Linked DNA regions of Pan troglodytes: regions 1 and 2 are each linked to region 3. Evidence: chromatin contacts called from public HiChIP or PLAC-seq data. All regions are on one chromosome and are shown on one strand. The core of a region is the stretch at or near the end of the contact, and the rest is flanking DNA. Distances in the headings are between cores, read along the strand shown. Region 1 holds the start of SRP14 (signal recognition particle 14). Region 2 holds the start of EIF2AK4 (eukaryotic translation initiation factor 2 alpha kinase 4). Region 3 holds the start of FSIP1 (fibrous sheath interacting protein 1).

Region 1 (2,927 bases), core at 197-2,696, 250 kb after region 3:
AGCAGAATAAAGTAGTATTCACTCAATTCAAGGAGTCTCTTCCTTTGCCTTATTCAACCTCCACTGAAAGACTAGGGCTCTTGACTAAATGTATATTTTCTCAAGTGCCAAACCTAACATCTAGCTGCACATTCGCCATGTGAACCACAAAGATAAGGAAATAATAGCATCACCTGGTACCAAGAAACTGCTTATTGAAGGCCCGGCACAGTAAGGGGCTAAGGAATCAAAAATTTATGCCAGCTGCTCCTTACAGTACTACCAATAAGGACCAATATGCTACTTTCATTTCCACAAGAGCTTTAGCAGAACTAACGACTGTCTGACCTCTACCTTCTTATTTTATTCTGGAGGTTTCCACTACTAAAGTATAGGAAGGTCTTGGTCTCAAAAATAGCCACACAGGGCAAAAGGGAAAAATAAATAAAAGCCTGGTTCAGAAACGCCCCATCCTCTGTTAAGTTCAAGTCTTTACATTTCAAAAGACGGCCTTAGAAATTAAGCTCACCACAGTGCTGATCTTCTTCTTCCCATCGGTAGCTCTTAACAGACACTTGTTGTCTGCGGGCTCAAAGCCCTCCACAGTACCTTTCTTTGGAATGGGTTTGGTTCGACCGTCATCTGAAGGAAAAAATGCATCCTGGTGAACACGGCCGCGTACGTGGCTGAGCGGCAGACAAACAGTTAAAACAGAGGAGGGGGGTAAGTGATGACCTAATCCAGCCCCGCTGCTCTGGTTTTGTTAAACACCTCATCTGCTATCACGGTCTGGCGAAACCCTGGAGAAACTATTATTTCCACGACGGAAACATGTAATATCGAAGCACGTTAAATTCCACTCAAAGTGGCGGCGTCTGGGATCCCTGACAAAGAGCCCTGGGCTGCTTGGGGCCCATTGTTACCAGAAGCAACCTAGGCGGCTCAGTGCTGGGGACTGAGCCAGCTACAATCCCTACTATTTTCCGGGCCCGAAGCCCCGAATGTGCCCAGTACAGGGTGGCGAAAGGTAGAGGAAGGCGGCGGTCCGCGGCAGACAGACTCCGGTGGCTCCCAGACACCGGGCACCCAGGGAGCATCGCCCGGCTCCCCTCCCGCTGCTTACACTTCTTCAAGGTGATATAGACGCTGCCCGACGTCCGGCACTTCTGGAAAAGTCTGGTCAGCTCCGTCAGGAACTGGAAAACAACAGGCCCAGCCCCGTTAGCCAGCCCCAAATCCTCGTCCCGCCGCGTCAAGGCCCTGGTCCTCCTGCAGGAGGCACAGGTCTCGAGTAACGCCTGAGCCGCCCCCTTCCCTCGGCCGGCCAGGCCTAGCCATACCTGCTCGCTCTCCAACAACACCATCGCGGCGACGCTGGCTCGACTCCCTCCGCTTAAGCCACTAGCAGTGAGAGCCGGAAGTTCGGCCTAGGCTGGGCGGGACTTCCGCTACTAGACTTCCATTGTCTTCCACCAATCTCTTCTCTTCCACCAATCCCGGCCTGCGCCCTCCCCCCTCCCCGCCCGCCTAGCGCCCGCGCCCTGGGACGTCCGGAGGCCTGTGACCCGGAGGCGCTGGGGCTGCCCTGGGCCGTCACGTGCGAGAAATCGTCTCACCCCAGCCAGTGTGAGGGAGTGAGAGCAAAAGAAAGTTTTGATAGCAGCGTACGATTTATATTCAGCTGTATGCTGGACAGGTAACCTAACAACTCAGTGACTCAGTTTCCTTATCCATAAAGTAAGGGTAATGATAGTATCTACCGCGCAGTGTGGTCGTGAAGCGTAAATGAAACTCAGATTAAATACGTAGAACAGTGCCTGGCACATAGAGCGTGTTCAGTAGGTATCAGCTATTGTTCTTTTCATTATTGTCATTATAAGTTACTGTAGAGATCCTTTAAACTCTCCCTAAACGCTGACCTGCAGCTCTAGCCAGAAGGGCTGGGCCGGGTGCGGTGGCTCACGCCTGTAATCCCGGCACTTTGGGAGGCCGAGGCGGGTGGATCACGAGGTCAGGAGATTGAGACCATCCTGGCTAACACGGTGAAACCCCGTCTCTACTAAAAATACAAAAAAGTTAGCCGGGCGTGGTGGCGGGCGCCTGTAGTCCCAGCTACTCGGGAGGCTGAGGCAGGAGAATGGCGTGAACCCAGGAGGCAGAGCTTGCAGTGAGCTGAGATCGCGCCACTGCACTCCAGCCTGGAAGACAGAGCGAGACTCCGTCTCAAAAAAAAAAAAATGAGGGGCTGGAGCCCAGTCTTTAGTTCTACCTCTGATTAGTCAGGAGAACTAGGTTGTAAGCCCTCTCTGCCAGTAGCCAACTTGAACCCTGGGCCCTCTATAAAGTCAAGCATTCCACCACACAAGAGGTTTTCGCTGAGTGCCTCTCAGTCTGTGCCAGGCACGGTTGTAGAGGTTGGGGATGCAGCAGGATAAGAAAAGCTAAGTTCCTGGTTTCCTGGAAGTTGGGTTAAAGGGGCAGGGAGGAAATAAACAATGAAGCAAACAAGTAAGTAGTACAGCTTCAGATAATGAATTCCGTGAAGACAGCCTAAGCAGGGCTGTATAATGAGAGTGGGAAGGGGACTGCCTGGGTTGGGGTCAGGGGAGTTCTCGTCGAAAAGGAGAACTTTGAGTTGAAAGCTGAAAGGACCAGCCATCCAAAGATCTAGGGACACTGTTTCAGACACAGGGAACGGCTAGAGCAAAACCTTCAAAGGGGAAACAAGTTGCCCTGTGTCTGTAAGACTGGCAGGTGCGGGTAGGGGTGAGGAGGGCTTGTGGAGCAAGGAGTAAAGGAGTATGGAGAGGTAGCTGGGGACCAGATTATGTAGGGCCCGTGACCATGGTAAGCCTGGATTTTGTTCTAGATACAAAGAGAAGACTCGTTAAGGAAGTTTTCAACAGAACACTGAAAATCTGATTTATATTTTTTAAAGATCCCCCTGT
Region 2 (2,700 bases), core at 108-2,607, 150 kb after region 3:
ACTCTGGCTGCAATAGGAAGAATGGCTTAATGTGGGGCAAGAATGAAGACAGTGACTAATTAAGAGAGTTATTGAAGTAACCCAGGGAATTGGTGACAGTAGCCTGAACTAAGTTAGTGGCAATGGGTTAGAGTGTAGTGGATGGACAGAAGAAGTGGTGACTATTTGGATGTGAGTTGAGAGAAAGGGAATTCAGAATCACACTCAGTTGAATGGTGCCATTTAACTAGTCAGAGATCACTGGAGAAGGAACGGGTCTCCAGCAGAGGGAAGATGATGATTTAAATTGGCCTTGGGTCAAGCTAGTGCATTTGTGTTATCTGGCCAGAAATGAGTGGATAGATGGCAGCAAGGAATTTACACAATCATTATTTAGTGAACAGTGGAGGAGTAAGCAAGGTAGACAGAAGAAACGTCACTTAAACCTAATTTGGGTTAGTACAATAGGATTATTCGAAATGGACATGCAGCATTAGTAAGTTACTGAAGATGAAGTGCAATAACAATGTCTGGGTAGACAGGTTATTATTTTATAAACTTGAAAAACGACGACTTGAGGCAGGATATAACACAAAGACTCCCTAAATTCACACTGAGTGAACTGGGAAGGGAACACGATTCTCTTCATGGGAAGGTAGCTCATAAAGATGCCTGAGTGGAAAGACAGTTTTCAGTTGAATTTGCAAGGTGGTAGTGGAGATCCCCAAAGCTGGGGAGTGTAGGGACAGAGAACATAATGAGGGTGTTGAATCTGTGGCTCAGAGAATAAGTTTGGGGGTACTAAAGTGGGAGGAAGGAGGGTGGGGGGGGGGTCACAATTTTTACTCCCGGTAGTCTTGTTCTGGGAAGGTACAAGGTGAAATTAGAAGTGACTTCAGAACCCATCGACGTCTGCCCTTTAAGAGTTTCCCGGCCGGGCGCGGTGGCTCATGCCTGTAATCCCAGCACTTTGGAAGGCCGAGGCGGGCGGATCACAAGGTCAGGAGATCGAGAACATCTTGGCCAACATGGTGAAACACCATCTCTACTAAAAATAGAAAAATTAGCCGGGCGTGGTGGTGCGAGCCTGTAGTCCCAGCTACTCTGGAGGCTGACGCAGGAGAATCGCGTGAACCCGGCAGGCGGAAGTTGCAGTGAGCCGAGATCGCGTCACTGCACTCCAGCCTGGGGAACAAGAGCCGAAACTCTGCCAAAAAAAAAAAAAAAAAAAGAGTTTCCCGCACTAGCCATGCCAGGGTGGAGAAGTTCCAGCAAGCACTTCCGTTAAAGATACTTGTTTCGTGAAAACTATACAATGTGGCGTTTTCATTCCTATCTGTGTGATTCATTTCTTAAGTTCGTGGAGTTCCTTTGCTCCCCTTCCCCCAGCAGGATGTGGGCAAAGCTGTCCCCCTGCCTTCTTCCTTCGCCTGGGCTTCTGGAGCCTCCGGAGGTAGCTCCCGGCGCGGAGCTCCGCCTACGGCCCGTCCCCGGCGCGGAACCCCGCCCACGAGCCCGTTTCCAGCGTGGAGCGCCGCCCATAGCCCGTCCCCAGCGCGGAGCCCCGCCCCGCAGGCTGCCGGGGGCACACCGCCGCCCAGGCAAGGCCGCCCTGCCTTGGGCGCAGCGCTGCCATGGCTGGGGGCCGTGGGGCCCCCGGGCGCGGCCGGGACGAGCCTCCGGAGAGCTACCCGCAACGACAGGACCACGAGCTACAGGCCCTGGAGGCCATCTACGGCGCGGACTTCCAAGACCTGCGGCCGGACGCTTGCGGACCGGTAGGAACGTGGCTTGTCAGGCCCGGGCTGGCGTGCCCTGGCCTTCCCGGGCCCTGGGCCAAAGCCCGGACACTTCCAGATTGGGCCGCCCCTTTAGGATCCTGCAGTCTTTTCATCCCTTAGGTTCCACCCATGCTCACTTTAGTCCTTGCACCTGCAGCTGGTCTGCAGAATCCCACCTAGGCCGAATTCTTCTACAGTCCTTTCCCCATGATTTCCCCAGAGGAATCCCCCTGGATTCCTCCCTCTTACCTGGCACTGCTTCTTATTCCTGCCTACATCCCATAACATAACTGCCTCCTTCCAACTTTGTCCTTTTTCCCCTCTGAAAGTCCTCGCGGATGATACCACAGCAATTCATACGCGCCCGTTGCTACTTTGTTCTGAGAACGCTTTTTGGGCGCTCGCACAGGCCTTACGTCCTCAATCAGAATTCTCAAGTCTCATCCATGCATTCAAATCTGCACGCCACATAATTCCCTCTGTACTCCCCAGGCATCCTCACTGTGTTTTCCGGCATGGAGGAACTTTCCATACCTCTGCACCTTCCTCTAAGACATTTAGCTCAGAATAAAGCACACATTCATCTTAGCTGTAGTAGAGAGAGGGTTCTAGACTGAGTCTAGAGAAGGAGTGTCCAATCTTTTGGCTTCCCTGGGCCACACACAAAATACACTAAGGATAGCTGATGACCTAAAAGAAAAAAAAAATTCGCAAAAAAACCTCAATGTTTTAAGAAAGTTTACGAATGCGTGTTGGGCCCCATTCAAAGCGGCCCATGGGCCTCGGGTTAGACCAGCTTGCTCTAGCTCTAGACCTTTTAAAATGGCATTTTGTTTAAAATAATATTTTGCCTTTTTGTCTGGAAATTAAGGCACGTTATAAAGTATTTATACTGACAGTTTTTTCCCCATCCTTGAAGAGTTGATCTACCAAACTATTT
Region 3 (2,956 bases), core at 439-2,938:
GATGATGTACGGATGGCAAAAGAGCACATGAAAAGATGTTCAACATCATTACCCCTCAAAAAAAATAAAATAAAAATCACAATGAGAAACCACTACACACCTATTCAAATGACAAAAATTAATTTTTTAGAAAACTGACAATACCAAGTGTGACAAAGTTGGAGAGCAACTGTAACACTCATATTGCCAACGACAATGCAAAATCATCACTTTTCAAAACTGCTTAGCAGTTTCTTATAAAGTTAAACATATATTTACCATATGACTCCACAATCTCATTCATATTTACCCAAGAAATGAAAACATATTCACACACACACAAAAAAACCTACACATGAATATTTATACCAGCTTCATCAATAATAGCCAACAACTGGAAAGAACTCATCCAAATGTGCCTCAAGTAGGAAATGGATAAATATACTACCGTAGATCCATACAATGGACTATTACTCAGCAACATAAAGGAACAAACAACTGATACACAGAACATGAATGAATAGCAACTGCATGATGCTAAGCTGAAAGAAGCCTGATTCAAAAGGCCACAGGGTGTTTGCTTCCATCAATATGACATTCTGGAATAGGCAAAATTACAGGAACAAAAAACTAGGAAGTTGTTGCCAAGGATGGCGTTAGGGGAGGGGTTAAATACAAAGAGCACTAGGGAATTTGGGGTTCATGATGAAACTTCCGTATGCTGATTGTGGTGGTTGGTAATTACATAACTGTATACATCTGTCAAAACTCACAGAACTGCAGATTAAATGGGTGAGGCTTACCATAAGTAAGTTATACCTCAATTTTAAGTTAATATATTTGTGCCAATCTTTCTTTAGTTATGCTCATACATCCATAAAATATATTAGAATTCCTGAGTCAAAGAACACTTATGTTTCAAATTTTGGTAGTTCGCCAAATTGTACTCCAAAAAGGCTGCACCAAATTACACTACTTCCCCTACACTGGCCTGGGGCCCATCTGGTTATGTCAAAGCTGTTTCATCTTCTCCAGTCTGATAGGTGTAAAAGGTATCTGTGAATTTGGTTTACATTTCTTCACGAGAAAAGTTGAGTCTCTAATCAATTGTTTGCTGTTTGCGTCTTTTTATTTTTCCTGTGAAATGCCTATTTGCATCCTTTGCCGTTTACGGTCTAGTTTAAATGGCTGGTGATCAGTTCTAGATCTTGGTGGGAAGATCCAAATCTCGGGAAAGTAGAAGCCTTGGTTACAGGTCCTAATGTTAGGTGATTCCTGGAGAAATAGTCTCCGCGGAGGCAGAAGCCGCTGGGGCCCCGCCCCCACTGAGCCCGCCCCCGCCCTCTCATTGGCCCTGTCCGCTCTCCCTGACAGTCCATCTACATGCCAAGCGGCCCGACGCAGCTCCGCCCCGCCCACTCCTCGGCGCACCGCCCCGCGACCGAGCTCCGCCCTCATCTGCGCGGCCCCTCACCTTCCCGCCGGGCCTCCTCGAGGAACTGGCGGCCGTCAGTCAGGGCGCAGATGGCCGCAGAAGCGCGCCGCAGACACCCGCCGCGCCAGCCACTTCCCCCTAGAGGAGAGGGGTCTCTCCCGCCACCTCAGCCTCTCTGGTGGTGGAAGAAGCCGCCGGTCCAGATCCCTCCTGCTTGTGGGACCGCTGTTTCCCTGGCAACCAGATGCGCGATGCTTCCGGTCTCGCGATAGCGGAAAGGGCTGTACCATCCGGAAATGGGACCGGGGCCGGCGGCTGTTGGAGCCGTGCGAGCTGGGACGGCCGGCGTGTGTCCTTCCGTCTTCGCTGCCGACGGTGGGGGTTGGGAGCGATTTGTTCGTCTTTAGGTTGGATTGGGAACGGGGACGTCTGGATGCTTGTGTATCTCTGTCCCTCATATTGCTGTGATGCCTTACATGTCAGTTATCCTCTCCGAGCACAGTTTCCTCCTCCGTAAAATGGGAACAATAATAATTCCCTTCTTACAAGACTTGTGCAGCTCAAAAAGACCATGTATGTGAAGCTCTAGTAAATTTGGGGTGCTATGGAAATTTTAAAAATATGAGTTTTGCACAGATTCGGCTACAGTCCAAAAAGAGTTATAATTGCTTTTTGCACCTTCTTTCATTTCGTAGTTTCTCTAATTCTCAGTGCACGAAAATTATTTCCCTACGTCCACAAACTGATTTTCCTCACCTCCATTGCCATCATTTCTCCTGCTTTCCAGTCTGAACAGCACGTTACCGTTTACAGGGCATTTTCACATTCATGGCCCCTTTGTCCTCATTGTTTTAACTAGGTACGATGTGGTTTTTTTCAGCGAAGCAAATAGTCATAGGCTGAGTTGCCGAAAGAACACAGCTGCAGTCTAGGCCAGTGCTGGGTATAAAAACCTGGCTATAAATGCCATCCCTATGCTCCTGAATCCTGCATCTTATCACCAGCCCAGACTTCCCTGAACTCCAGACTCCTTTACCTAACTGCCTATTTGGCATATCCACTTAGATGTGTAAGCATCTCAAACTTAACACGGGAAAAAACAACTTCTCCAGAGTCCCCCACCCACTTTCTATCCATCTCAGCAAATGGTAATTTCAGCCTGCCATGCCTAGACCAAAAACCTTGGAGTCATCCTCAATTCTTCTTTCTCTCTCACTCTACAATCAATTTGTCCTGTCAGCTCAGCATTCAAAATATATTCAGAATCCAAACATTCGTCACAACTTCAGTGCTTCCATTCAGGTTCATACTGACATCATCTCTAAATGATAAGGCTTTCTGTTGGCTCTCTGACCTCCATTCCTACCTACTGCTTTCCCCTGGTAAACCTGGTTCCAGGCTCACTGTCCTCATTGTTAGTGTTTCTGTGCAGGGGTTTCTTCCCAGCATTTCTCAGGGAATTTATGTGGCTTTCCAAATCTCAAAAGAAAAAAAGTTGCAAACTGAAGAAAATGGGAGAAAGTATCCTAATTCTCCTATGAG

The links. HiChIP or PLAC-seq counts read pairs in DNA pulled down with a chosen protein or histone mark.
Region 1: an H3K4me3 HiChIP or PLAC-seq map of stem cell-derived excitatory neurons shows a contact between it and region 3, with 2.8 times the contacts expected there. The contact joins the promoter of SRP14 here to the promoter of FSIP1 in region 3. A contact is called at or near these places in 1 of 7 Hi-C or Micro-C datasets (stem cell-derived neural progenitor cells) and 1 of 1 datasets of contacts at active chromatin or transcription factors (stem cell-derived excitatory neurons).
Region 2: a contact with region 3 is called in an H3K4me3 HiChIP or PLAC-seq map of stem cell-derived excitatory neurons, with 8 times the contacts expected there. The contact joins the promoter of EIF2AK4 here to the promoter of FSIP1 in region 3. A contact is called at or near these places in 2 of 7 Hi-C or Micro-C datasets (induced pluripotent stem cells and stem cell-derived neural progenitor cells) and 1 of 1 datasets of contacts at active chromatin or transcription factors (stem cell-derived excitatory neurons).

Annotation. Positions count from the first base shown.
Region 1 is chr16:32,002,260-32,005,186 of NHGRI_mPanTro3-v2.0_pri, forward strand. It overlaps SRP14 (signal recognition particle 14), which reads right to left and starts at 1,447. Exons shown (of 5, transcript XM_001140332.7): 1 at 1,320-1,447; 2 at 1,103-1,175; 3 at 509-621. The coding sequence starts at 1,343.
Region 2 is chr16:31,897,137-31,899,836 of NHGRI_mPanTro3-v2.0_pri, forward strand. It overlaps EIF2AK4 (eukaryotic translation initiation factor 2 alpha kinase 4), which reads left to right and starts at 1,358. Exons shown (of 40, transcript XM_054667355.1): 1 at 1,358-1,757. The coding sequence starts at 1,373.
Region 3 is chr16:31,747,954-31,750,909 of NHGRI_mPanTro3-v2.0_pri, forward strand. FSIP1 (fibrous sheath interacting protein 1) reads right to left here and starts at 1,689. Exons shown (of 13, transcript XM_063794718.1): 1 at 1,454-1,689.